Regions from separate parts of the Mus musculus genome. Here region 2 is linked to region 1. A link is a contact called in public HiChIP or PLAC-seq data. All regions are on one chromosome and are shown on one strand. The core of a region is the stretch at or near the end of the contact, and the rest is flanking DNA. Distances in the headings are between cores, read along the strand shown.

What was found. HiChIP or PLAC-seq counts read pairs in DNA pulled down with a chosen protein or histone mark.
Region 2: a contact with region 1 is called in an H3K4me3 HiChIP or PLAC-seq map of embryonic stem cells, with 17 read pairs. The contact joins the promoter of Med9 here to the promoter of Cops3 in region 1. A contact is called at or near these places in 3 of 39 promoter capture datasets (the SN4741 cell line, erythroid cells and macrophages), 11 of 484 Hi-C or Micro-C datasets (B cells, CD4 T cells, CD8 central memory T cells and 7 more), 7 of 115 datasets of contacts at active chromatin or transcription factors (the SCID.adh cell line, effector CD8 T cells, embryonic stem cells and 3 more) and 2 of 9 other capture datasets (adipose tissue and pancreatic islet).

What each region holds. Positions count from the first base shown.
Region 1 is chr11:59,836,976-59,842,895 of GRCm38.p6, reverse strand. Cops3 (COP9 signalosome subunit 3) reads left to right here and starts at 3,129. Exons shown (of 12, transcript NM_011991.1): 1 at 3,129-3,226; 2 at 5,876-5,920. The coding sequence starts at 3,172.
Region 2 is chr11:59,945,114-59,951,033 of GRCm38.p6, reverse strand. It overlaps Med9 (mediator complex subunit 9), which reads right to left and starts at 2,820. Exons shown (of 2, transcript NM_138675.3): 1 at 2,556-2,820. The coding sequence starts at 2,767. Med9os (mediator complex subunit 9, opposite strand) reads left to right here and starts at 2,887. Exons shown (of 2, transcript NR_045273.1): 1 at 2,887-3,210; 2 at 3,938-4,142.

The DNA.
Region 1 (5,920 bases), core at 1,880-4,379:
TTGAACCCCACACTCACAGTGCTGACGGAGCACAAGGGGCAATACTGGCTAACTAATGCCTGGATGATCAGCTGCCAGGAAACGTATGAGAACCTGCACATTCACCTGGAAGTACTGTGTACCTCAGACCTCAAGACCCAGTGTTGTTGGTCTAGACCATCAAGACCATGACTGCATCAGTTGTGGGGGAGGTATTCTCTAACCAATTAGCCCCTGAATGCTGGGTATTTCACCAATGGTGGCAGCTTTGTGAAAGAGAAAGGATATCTTTCGGGGTACTCCATGGTCAACTTGATTTTCATCATTGACTTGAAATATCTGCCAAAGGCATAACTTCTTACTGACCTGGGCCCTGCTACTACAGCTGAGGTGTATGTCAATATACACACGGACTCTTAAATATGCCTTCCACCCTCCACATACATGAGCCTTATAGAGCAAAAAGTGCCTAACTAACTCAGAAAGAAAAGATATAACCCGTGGCAAAGAAATCCTTGAATTCATGCCGGGAGTGGTATCCAGGCACTCGAAGGTGAAGGCAGAGGCAGGCAGGTTTCTGTGAGTTTGAGGTCTGCCTGGTCTACATAGTGAGTTCCAAGACAGCCGGAGCAATATTGTGAGACCTTGTCTCAAACAAACAAAACCAAGGCAAACATAAGAAGAAATCCTTGAACTCTTAGATGCTGTATGTCACCTAAAGAGGTGGCAGTTGTATGCTTTGGAGGGCATCAAGGGAAGAAACTAAAGAAGACTGAGAAGTGAAGCTTGCACCTTCAAGGGAGCAGTAGAACCTAGAGCTGTGCCTTATGCACTGATTTAGGCCAGTGGCAGAATGGGAGCCTAGCTACTCACATCCTTAACACTCAGTATCAGACTGAAAGTGGAATCTGTCTCCCACATGGATGGTGGGGATTTGAAAATGGCTAATTCCTGAGGCCATAGTCTCAGGTCTTGTCAGTTACACCAGAAGACCCACCTTATCTGGGAAGCTCATAAAGGCCTATTAAGCTGACTTTTGTACATCCTTTGACTCTCCAGCACAGCCCAGGTGGTATACAATGTGAAATGTGTATCCAAAATAACCTGAGTTGGGGACCTAATGTCTCTTCAAGGGTACAGAGTGTTGGAGAAACCCCATTTGAAAACACAGTTGTGGACTTCACTAAGTGTCCCCCGGTTGGGGACCAGTTGTTGCCAGTTGCTTGGGTATCAGGTCTCGCCCTGCTAGTCACATAGGGTTCTCCCCTTGTCCTTTATGGACTCCTGCCTCCCCTTATCAGAGCATACAGGGGTTGGGCAACATTACCCTGAGACAACAAATGCAGGCTCTTGGCTCATCCCTGACTACTCTATACCATCCAAGCAGGGAGTGGTTGCCCACCCGCTTGACCACAGATGAAGATGCTATATGAGCAAAAGAATGGGATGTCCAACCCCTAAAGTCCCTTTGACCATAGTAATGCCCGGTCAACTTATAGAGAACCATATGTGGGTCTATATTGGGAACAAGATAGAGGTTTACTGGTGAGTACGTGTGCAAAGAGTTCTTGTTATGACTAGATATGCCACTAGTACTGGTGTTTCTGCCCCCTTTGGAGCTGTGGTTCATTGACCACTTGGAAGGATGAAGATAAAGCAGTATTCCTCCAGAGGGTAGTGCCATCTCCAACTGTAAACCAGGAACCTATAATCTGGTTAAATATCCTTGTTGGTGACCGTTTCCTGTCACCAACCCACCAATTCCTCAGCTCCAAAACCTACGAATCCCTGAGCACAAACTCTCACCAGTCTTTGAGTTTGGCTTGAAATCTCACTAATCCTCACCGTGGAAATCTTTACCCTGGAAAACTCCTTCCCCATGAAACTCTGTATAAGCCTGTCTCCTCACCAATTCCCTGCTGCTTCTCCCAGGAGAGGCAGCACCCTCTGTTATCTCTCCCAATCTCTTGAGTGACGTTTGATGTGCCATGTGACTTTGTGGCATTCCTTGGCTCCAGACTGCCAGGATAACTTTCCCTTCAGCTGTCACACTTACACACAAGCAACCTCTCCCCTCAGAGCTGTAATACTTCCATTGGAGAAGTCTTTCCGGAGCTGTAACACATTCATTGGCATTGCCCCCTCGGAACTGCAACACTTGTATTAGGGAAAACTTGCCCCTTAGAGCGGTAACACTAACACCCTGGATCCCGGTTGCTTTCAAGAGTCTCCCTCTAAAGCCTCATTGCCTGAGGCCTTTCATTCATCTTATGAAGTGATACAAAGTAACCTTTTTCTCATCTTTGCTACAGCACTAGAAATCCTAGGAAAGAAATTAGTTCCGAGCCAAGCAGGAACCTAAAGTGTGCTGTGCTATCTATCAGAACCCCTTAGCCTTAGATTACCGAGCTTGCTTCAGAGGGAAAGTTTAACCTGAGTTTAACTGTTACAGATAGATGATGGTCATATAAGAAACCAAAGATGGAATGAGAAAAATCACTGCTTCAGTCTAGACCTGGGGAGCCTGGAAATCCGAGGAATTGCTTGGTGTTTAATTTTCAGCTTTAGAATTCAAAACCTTCCTAATGTTACACTTTGACTTGGGAAACTGTCCAGCACTAAGCTGTTAGTTCTCAGGCATTGTGTATGTTCAGAAATGAGCACAACCTCAGATACAGAAGGGTTTCTGGTCGTTAGATAAAAGCCACCATTCCTAGGAACTTATAAAACGAGTTCCCCATCCTTCAAAAGGAGTCATTTTCCCTTGCCTTTGGAAGAAAGTATGGCTCTCTAGTGACATGTTCCGGAAGTGGCAATGGAGCCGTGTCGGAAGTATGTGGCTAGGTTTAAAATAATGTTCAGTCATTCTAAGCAAAACTGGGCCCAGAAATTTTGTGCTTAAGTGTTATTCTTTCCTTTCTTCGTTATTTCCATTTAACATGAGACGAGATTTCCCAAGTGCACTACAATGAAAGGCGAGGGAGGGGACCTGACTTCCGGCGACTAGCGGAACTGTTTCCATGGAGACAGGAGGGGGTGCCTCAGCCAGGTAAGATCTCGCGGCGCTTGGCCGGCGGAAGTGACACAACCTGCCTCCAGGCTTTAGTGGGTCGCCGGGCCCCTCCTCCTAGAGCAGTCGCTTTTTCCCGCGCGAGCTTACCTCTGTTGCTCGGGCCACCAGCGGGGGGAAACATGGCGTCTGCTCTGGAGCAGTTCGTGAACAGTGTCCGACAGCTCTCAGCTCAAGGTGAGGCCTGGGCCGCAGAGCTGGCCCGGTATGCCCTGGCACCGGTGCGGATTTGGGACCGCCCTTCGCTCTCTAGCCTCTCCCCCTGGACCTGCTCAAGCCTTGGTGCTTAGGGTAGGAGCGCACGGCCGAGGGGAGCAGTCCTCGTGCTGTCGTGCGCCGTCGTCCTTGCCGTCGCCTTCCCCTGCCTCGGGCCCCGGAGACTTTCCTTCCCCTCCCCCTCCAGCACCCCCCCTCCGGGCCCCAGCCACGGGGCGCCGCTTGACAGTTTGGGGGCGTGACTTCCGGTAGGGGCATTCCGGAGCACCCATTGGTCCCTTGGCCATCACTGCTTTTTGGTGATTGGTCTAGCGTCCTGTCCGTCCTGCCGGTCTGCCCCCCCGCCCCCACCAGGCCCTTCTAGCGGCTGGAGGGGAGTCTTTTCTAGGCTCCTTGGCTAGAAGGCGTGAGTCTTGGCTGGCCAGCGGCGCACGCTCGGAATCCTCCGCCCCTATTTTGGTCGAACCGAGCTCCAAGGGAGCTTTCAGTAGTCGGACTACATCTCTAGGGCGTACAGTTGTTACTTTATTTCCCCCCCTTAATTTGCATACCGTCTGGTCCATTCATCTCGTCACTTGAACACACCCATAATCTTGAGCCAGAAGAATGTGACCTCTCTTTAATAGAGTTAAGGGAATGGAGTGGAGAAAGCATGTTAGAAATGCTTTTGACATGTGGAAATTCCGTGAGGTTAGGCTCGTTTCTTCATCTGTAGAAAAAGAGAGGTATGAGGTGTGTCCGGGTAGTTGTCCACCTAACTCTTGTAAGGTTTAAATGATGACACCATGCAAAATAAATGGTAATTCTCGTTTTCCTTGTCAGTGATAGACTTAAGCTCACAGGCCAGATAGACACCTGTGAGTGATTTTTTTTTTTCTTTAAATAAGTCATTCATCCATACGATACAGGTAGGACTAGTTAAGTAAGGAGTGAGCATAGGCGTGCACTCCTTTAGTCCCCTAACTCTGGAGGCTGAGTTAGGTGGATCTCTTGAGTTCAAGGCCAGCCAGCATTACACAATGAGAACCTTGTCTCTAAATAAGTTAATTAAGTGGAGCTGGAGAACAGCTCTCAGCATGTACTACTCTTTCAGAGGACCAGAGTTCAGTTCCTGGCATTGTTAGTGGACACCCAACCCCTTGTAACACCAGCTTCAAGGGACCCAAAACCTAACATCCTCTTCTGTCTCTTCACGCACCTTCACTTACATGCACATAACCACATACAGACACAGAAAATTAAAATTAGACAATTACAGCACAGCCGTACAAATGGATTCCTATGCAGCTGTGGGAAGAAAAGTGCATATACTTTTTGCAAACTGAAAAGGAATCTGAGGTCATCATTAAATAGCAGAAAGATGCTTAATAGTGTACACAACACAGTGCCATCTATGTGAATAAATAGACTGCATGGCGCATGGGTGAGTATTCCTATTCATGTGGACTGTCTTTAGATCCTTAAGGTGTTCACTGGTAACACTGGGTTGCTTCTGAGAAAAGAATGAGGCTAGCTGGAGTATAGACTCTGGATGGGAGAGGGTTCTCTTTAGTTTTGTAGATTGTCTGTAAACATGCACTTGGTTTTTGTTTGCTTTGGAGGTAGGGTCTCACTGTGTAATCCTGCTGGCCTGGAATTTACAGAGACCCACCTGTCTTTTCTCCTAGCCACACTATAATGCCATTAAGTGGAACTTTTTTTTTTTTTTTTTTTTTTTTTAAAGATTTATTTATTTATTATATGTAAGTACACTGTAGCTGTCTTCAGACACTCCAGAAGAGGGCGTCAGATCTTGTTAGGGATGGTTGTGAGCCACCATGTGGTTGCTGGGAATTGAACTCAGGACCTTCAGAAGAACAGTCGGGTGCTCTTACCCGCTGAGCCATCTCACCAGCCCCTTTTTTTTTTTTTTTTTAGCAGTTTGGAGGCTAGTCAGTCCAAGGAGCTGTTGCTTAGCTGCTCAGTAGACCCTTACACGTGGATTCACTTTGAGTTACCTGGTCACCACAGTCTCTTGTAGTACATTGAGGGCACAGAGTAGGTGGATAGTGAGTCGTGGGGAATGAAATTATGGCGAGGGCAGAGAGAAGAGCCCAAGTTGATGAATGACCGGGAGGTGAGTCAGTAGAAACCAGTTATTAAGTTGGCTCTGGACACTGAGCTGGGGTGTTTGGATTTATTAAAGCCTAGAGTGTAATTTGATTGAGTTTGCATAATAAGAAGTAGAATTTGGAATAAACATATATACCATTTAGAAGATATGCCAAGTAGTCCATACAAGAAGTGATAATGTTCGGAATTAAGACGTGAAAGGGAGAGGAGTGGAGCTGAGGAACTTATGGCATAATGTAAGTCCTGTTTGGTTCTGAGAAAGACAGTGACAGTGATATGTAGACTTCTGGCTTTAGGAACTGCAGGCGCTTTCTGGAGCCCAGAGGGGATTGGGAGGTCTTGTGTTTCCTCTGACTAGCTTTGAGGCAGGGGCAAGTTGTTTGTTCTCATCCTAGTCTCAGAGGAAGACATAACAAATCATCCAAGCATTTGAGAAGGAAGTCTGGTTAGTGTTCTTTAGTTATTACCCTAACTGAATGCTAGTGTTCTGTTTTGCAGGGCAAATGACTCAGCTTTGTGAACTCATCAACAAGAGTGGAGAAC
Region 2 (5,920 bases), core at 1,571-4,070, 110 kb before region 1:
CTGACTTCACATCGTGTTCCTGTCACTGAGGCTGGCCCAACCCAACTGCTCTTCCGGGTCAGGAGGATCCTTCCTGAGGTATAGGTGAATGTGTATACATCTGTGTTCTGATTTCCCATGTTTTTAATGTTTGCAAGTTACTCTGAATAAACCAGTACTCCAGCACTGCCCTGAGATGGTTTTTATTTTCCTCACTTCCATCTCATAATGTATTTGCCAACAGCTAACACAGAGGGGACAGTCTGCCTTACCCTGCATACGGGAGGTTCACGTTGTCTGAAGCCAAGAGAGGAGTGAACGTGAGAACCAAGGTTTTGCAGTCATTTGAAAAGCGGCAGATGAGCGCTGTGCTATCCCACTTTTATGTCAACTTAACACAGAGTCAGCAGAGAGGAAGGAAACTCAGTTGGAAAAATGCTCCCACAGAAGCATGCTGTAGGCGAGCCTGAAGAGCATCCTAACTAGTGATTACAGTGAGGAGGCCCCACCCACTGTGGGGAGTCACCCTGGGCTGGTGGTCTTACTAGAGTAAGAAAGCACGCTGAAGTTGGGCAGTGGTGGCTCATGACATTAATCCCAGTACGTAGGGGTGTAGACGCAAGCAGATTTCTGAATTTGAGGCCAACCTGGCTTAAAAATAGTTCCAGAACAGCCAGGAATACAAGGAGAAACAAACACAATAAAAAAGGAAGAGAGAGCGCACTGAGCAAGAAAGCACTCCTCCATGGCCTCTACATCAGCCTCTGCCTGCAGGTTGCTGCCGACTTCCTCCAGTGAGGAAAAGTGATACAGAAGTGTAAGTCAGATAAACCCTTTCCTCCACAGTTTGCTTTTGGTCAGTGTTTCAGCACAGCAGTAGCAGTCCTAAGACAAACACCAAACCACCAGAGCAAGAAACCCAGACTGCCTCAGCTCCAGCAAGAGGGCTTGCCAATGTTCCTAAATGTGACCGGAACTGTAATCTTGTCTTAATTTACTTTTAGTATCTAATGGTTTAGAAGAAATTCAGAGGTTTGCACCTAGTGTCCTGTGGCTATACAGGTATGTGCTAAATAACCTGATTAATGCCAGATCATATATTCAGTAACTGTCTAATGCTTATAATGTAACCAAAACCTTCCTTTGCCTAATGACAAAGTAGTTGTGGTAATGTTGCAGCAGAATGCGCCACTCACAAGAGTGTGAAAAAAAAAAAAGTATACTGCCTGATGGATAAAAAGTATTACCTATACAATTACAGGTAGTTCTTAATGCTTGATAATGATAATAAATAATGATGTCACTAGTTTATGGATGTATTATACTGTAGCGCTTCGCCTTGTTGCCTAGAGACAGGGTCTCATATTAAATAGGAAGTTAACAGTGTCAGCCAGGCAGCCTGGCCAGAGCTCTTGAGATCTGTCTGTAGCGCTGGGACGCTGGGGCTCCAGGCACGAGCAGCCATGACTGGCTTTTTATGTGGACGCTGAGGATTGGAACTCAGATCCTTGTGCCGTTTGTACCGCGAGTGCTCTTACCCACCAACCTGTCCAACTCCCAGTGTTGCTAAGAATCCTGACTGCACAAAGAGGCACCAGGCAGTAACTGTTCCGCGTCACCTAAGTTTATCAAAGCACACTTGAGAATGCTTGCACCAAAAAGTGTACCTCTTGGAAATGACCCAAGCGTATATGGAGTGAGCAAAAACATAGGCCATCATGGAGACTGGAGACTTTGGGCCTAAAAGACCATACATCCTTGTATATTCTATTAGAATTATTAGAATAAAGTTAATAGTGGGACACAATCATTCAGAGCAACTTCTGTGTCTTCGTTTCAAATGTTTCCTAGCATCACTTCTCCCCTCTCCACTTGTTTGTTTGGAGACAGGGTTTCTCTGGATAGCCCTGGCTGTCCTGGAACTCACTCTGTAAACCAGGCTGGCCTCGAACTCAGAAATCCGCCTGCCTCTGCCTCCCAAGTGCTGGGATTAAAGGTGTGCGCCATCTCTCCACTTTTAAGAATGTTTGTTTGTTTTTCTTTGCTTGTAACCGTTAAGCCCTGTAAGGGTAAATGGCTGCTCCTTTCTTTACGGTGTACAACCCTAGTACCTAACAGAGCCCACACAGGTAAGATGCCTCGCATTGAAATGGGTACTAAACTGTGTACACGGTGAGAATCTCGAGTCTGAACGTCTGAGGTCCACCAAAATTCGAACACTTTTCGGGGCTCATATAATGCCACAAGTGAGAAATTCCGCTCTGGGCTTCATGCGAACAGTCAAAACGCAGGCGAATTAAAACAACTGTATAAAATTGCCTTCGGGCTATGTGTAAGGACTTAAGACCCATCCCCAAGTCACTGCAGGATCTGGGATGGGACACTGCAGAACCTATCTATGCATTTGATCAGTACGTGGGCTTCACCCGGGAGTAAAGTGTAACTCTTAAGGCGCCTGACAACGTGGGCCCTCTGGGAAAATGGGGCGTGGTCCAGAGCCCACGGGCTTTGGCAGCTCGGAACCAGGGACACTAGAGTCGCAAAAAGTGGTGTCTTAACCTTTCCTAGACCCTTACCATTTGATGACATTGTGAACCAACGGCAAAAAGGAGTAATTCTCCTCCTTCGCGCCAGCGGGGGACTGAGGCCGCGGAGCCGCCGGCGGCGGGAGCGCAGCGACCGGCAGAGGCTGAGGCGGTGGTGGCGGCTTGGACTCCGGCAGCAGCTCGGGCGGTGGCTGTAGCGTATCTTCGGCCTGTCTCCCACCCGCCACCCCAGAGGAAGCCATAGCACCAGGAGTCCAGCAGCTGCCGAGGGGCGCTGGGTGCTTGCGTCACAACTGCGCGCCCGGGGAGGCCGGGCGGGAAAAAACTCTGAGTCTGCGCCCTGGGCGTAGGCGGGCGGGCGTTGCTAGGCGACGGGTGTCGGGAAAGCTAAATTGAGTAGTCAGGATTAGGGAATCTACTCCAGTCATCTTTCTAGTTCACATGACAGAGAGAGGTCAAAACACCAACGAGGACCCCCGGGACTGGCAGGAAGAACGGATGACGCTGGTGAGCACCGTGTGAAACTGAGGCTCTGCGGCAGCGAGCATCCAGATGACAAGGACTTACACGTCTTTGTGTCATGCTAGCCTCCAGGAGGGCCCCAGACTGGCGACAGCAAAACAGGCCATACAAACTAGTTCCACACGGCTGCCAAGGGGAAAACTAATCGTTCTTCAAGCATTTGGTATGCATCTAGCAGGTGCCAGACTACATACGTATATAAGACTAAGATCTTGGACCAAATAGGAGAACTTTACGATAGGCTTGTATTTATTCATTTCAAGCAAATGGGCTCCATTAAAAATTTTCTGGACAAGGGTAGCAGTAATTCTGATTCTGACTAACAAAAATCAGGGATTAGGGAAGCTGTCAACTGGGAGAGGACATCTGTCTTTGATGACAGGAACCATGTCAGTAAAGAGAGGCCAGGAGCCCACATCTCAGAAACAAAAAGAAGCAGGAACGTGGAACTTCACAATGGTGTTTTCAGGTTTTTTAGCTACAGGTCTCAGAATTGTTTTCTTCAGAGCTGCAGATAGTTCTCTAAACAGAGGCACTGTCAGGAAAAGAATAATCTCAGTGTTGCTCAAAAGAAGACAGAAACAAAGTGAAACAAGGTGATTTATTTATTTCTTGAAAATGAGTGCACCAGAACTCAAGATAAGATAGCAGAAACACTCAACAAAATGGCCACTTTCTTCCATCTCAGGCTTAGGTGCATTTCATCCCATTAGTGGGAACACAACTTCTCAATATGACTCAATGGGCTAATCACCCAAAGGGAAAGGTGGGTGGGGGGAGTGGAGTTAGGGAATACAGGCCCCTGTGGAACTAAGTGTCTGATTAGAAGAACATTTCTCACTGCAGGAAACTGTAGGATTTCCTTCTAACCCAGGACCTCTCCACCTTAGGGGAAGGGCCATGATTCCTGAGGAAGAAGGGAGAAGAGAATGGTCTAAGATGGAACCAGGTGTGCCAGAAAAGACTTGAAGACACCTCTGGAGACATCTGGGAGAATGCATGGTAAAACGGCAGTGTTAGCAAACAGTAGCTATCACTACTACTGTGGAATGAAAGTGACGAGAAACCATTAAAACCCTCATTTAATCCACCGAGAAACTCTGGAAGGTATATCTTAGTTTTCCATTTTATAGAAAAAGAAACAAAAGTTTACAGGGCTATAATAGCAGCCCCAGGATCACAAAGCCACAGAGCTTCCTTGACACCAAGTCTATGTCTAAAATCTACAGGTATGTGATGCCAGGCTCCTCCCTGATCTGTAACTTTTGATTCAAAATGTTAATGTGAGCTTTTATTCAGAATTCAAAAAGCATCTAGTAGCCATTGATACTATCCTCATAGCAACCAAACATCATCTTTCCCCCCTTAATGTGTTTTATAACTTAATTACAAGTCCCAAATCTATCTTTGGCAGAATGAGGGCATCTCTTTAAAAAGCTCTTGAGATATAAATAGATATGGCTAAACAAAACAAATTGATAACGTAGGAAGCATGAATAAGTATGGTGCATTGACAGTTTGCCCTAAAAATAGTTAATATAATTAGTGACAAAGAATAGAGCTGACTTCACATCACGGCAAACAGCTTTCAGAAAACTGCTCCCTGTTCTGGCTTCCTTAAAGCTGATTATTGCAAATACGTGTGTGTGTGTGTGTACAGCCATTCTGATCTAAGTCAGAAAAGGAGGGTGCTACTGAGGTATAGGCAGAGTCAGAGTCTCCATCCAGTTAAGCTGCCACTATAGTGTCTTGGGCAGGTTTCCATGGCTTCACAGGGTACCCTGTCCCATCAGGCCTGTGGATGAGAGGTCAGGCTCGAGGTAGTCTGCCTGCCTTCAAGCCAGGCTTCACCTCCTGGGAATGATATGACTTTAAACCATTGTGTAACTTTACTCTCTGACTACCTCCATAGCAAAAGAGGAACGCTGAGCAGGTGTTTTTGGTTTGGTTTGGTTTGGTTTTTTTGTTTGTTTGTTTTTTACAATTTTCTATAGTGGGAATGTGCCCCCAAAGTTCGTATTTAAGAAACAACTCCAGGGTCAAGAGGGTGGCCCCTTTATGAGTTGAGTAACATGAATGGATTCATGTTCCTTTAGGAATGAATTCCTATGAAGAGAACAGGTTTGCTATAAAAGCAAGGTCTCCCTCCTCTTGCTCTCAAGTTATACAGCATCTGCTGTCATATTACGACAGAAACATAAGCCCCTTGCCAAACATGGCCCCTTGATCATGACCTTCTCAGATCAGCAACTGTGTATGTAAATAATCTCTGTTCATTATCAATCATCCAGTCTGTGATCTCCTTATAGAATACAAACATACTAAGAAGCCTATAAAATACCTGGGACCATGATATGTGTGAGATAATATAAAAGATATTTTTACTTGGATGTGGAAAACCCAGGCTGACAGCAGATTGAAATGTGCTCTGGGTTCCGCAGTTAAGAACACTGGCTGCTTTTCCAGATGATGTTGGTTTGAGTCCAGCACCCATGTAGGCAGCTCACAACTGTGCGTAACTCTAGTCTGAGAGATATGATGCCCTCTTCTGGCATCCATGGTCACCAGGCATACAAATGATGCAGAGACACAAAGCAGGCAAAACGCCCACACACCATACATAAAATAAATCTCAAGTAAAATATAAAAAGAAAACGGCCAAAGCTCCTAAAACATCATCTTAATTATTATTCACCTAGGATTTCATCTTAAAAAGGAAAAATGGAGCTGGGCGTGGTGGCGCACGCCTTTAATCCCAGCACTCGGAAGGCAGAGGCAGGCGGATTTCTGAGTTCGAGGCCAGCCTGGTCTACAAAGTGAGCTCCAGGACAGCCAGAGCTATAAAGAAAAACCCTGTCTCGAAAAACCAAAAA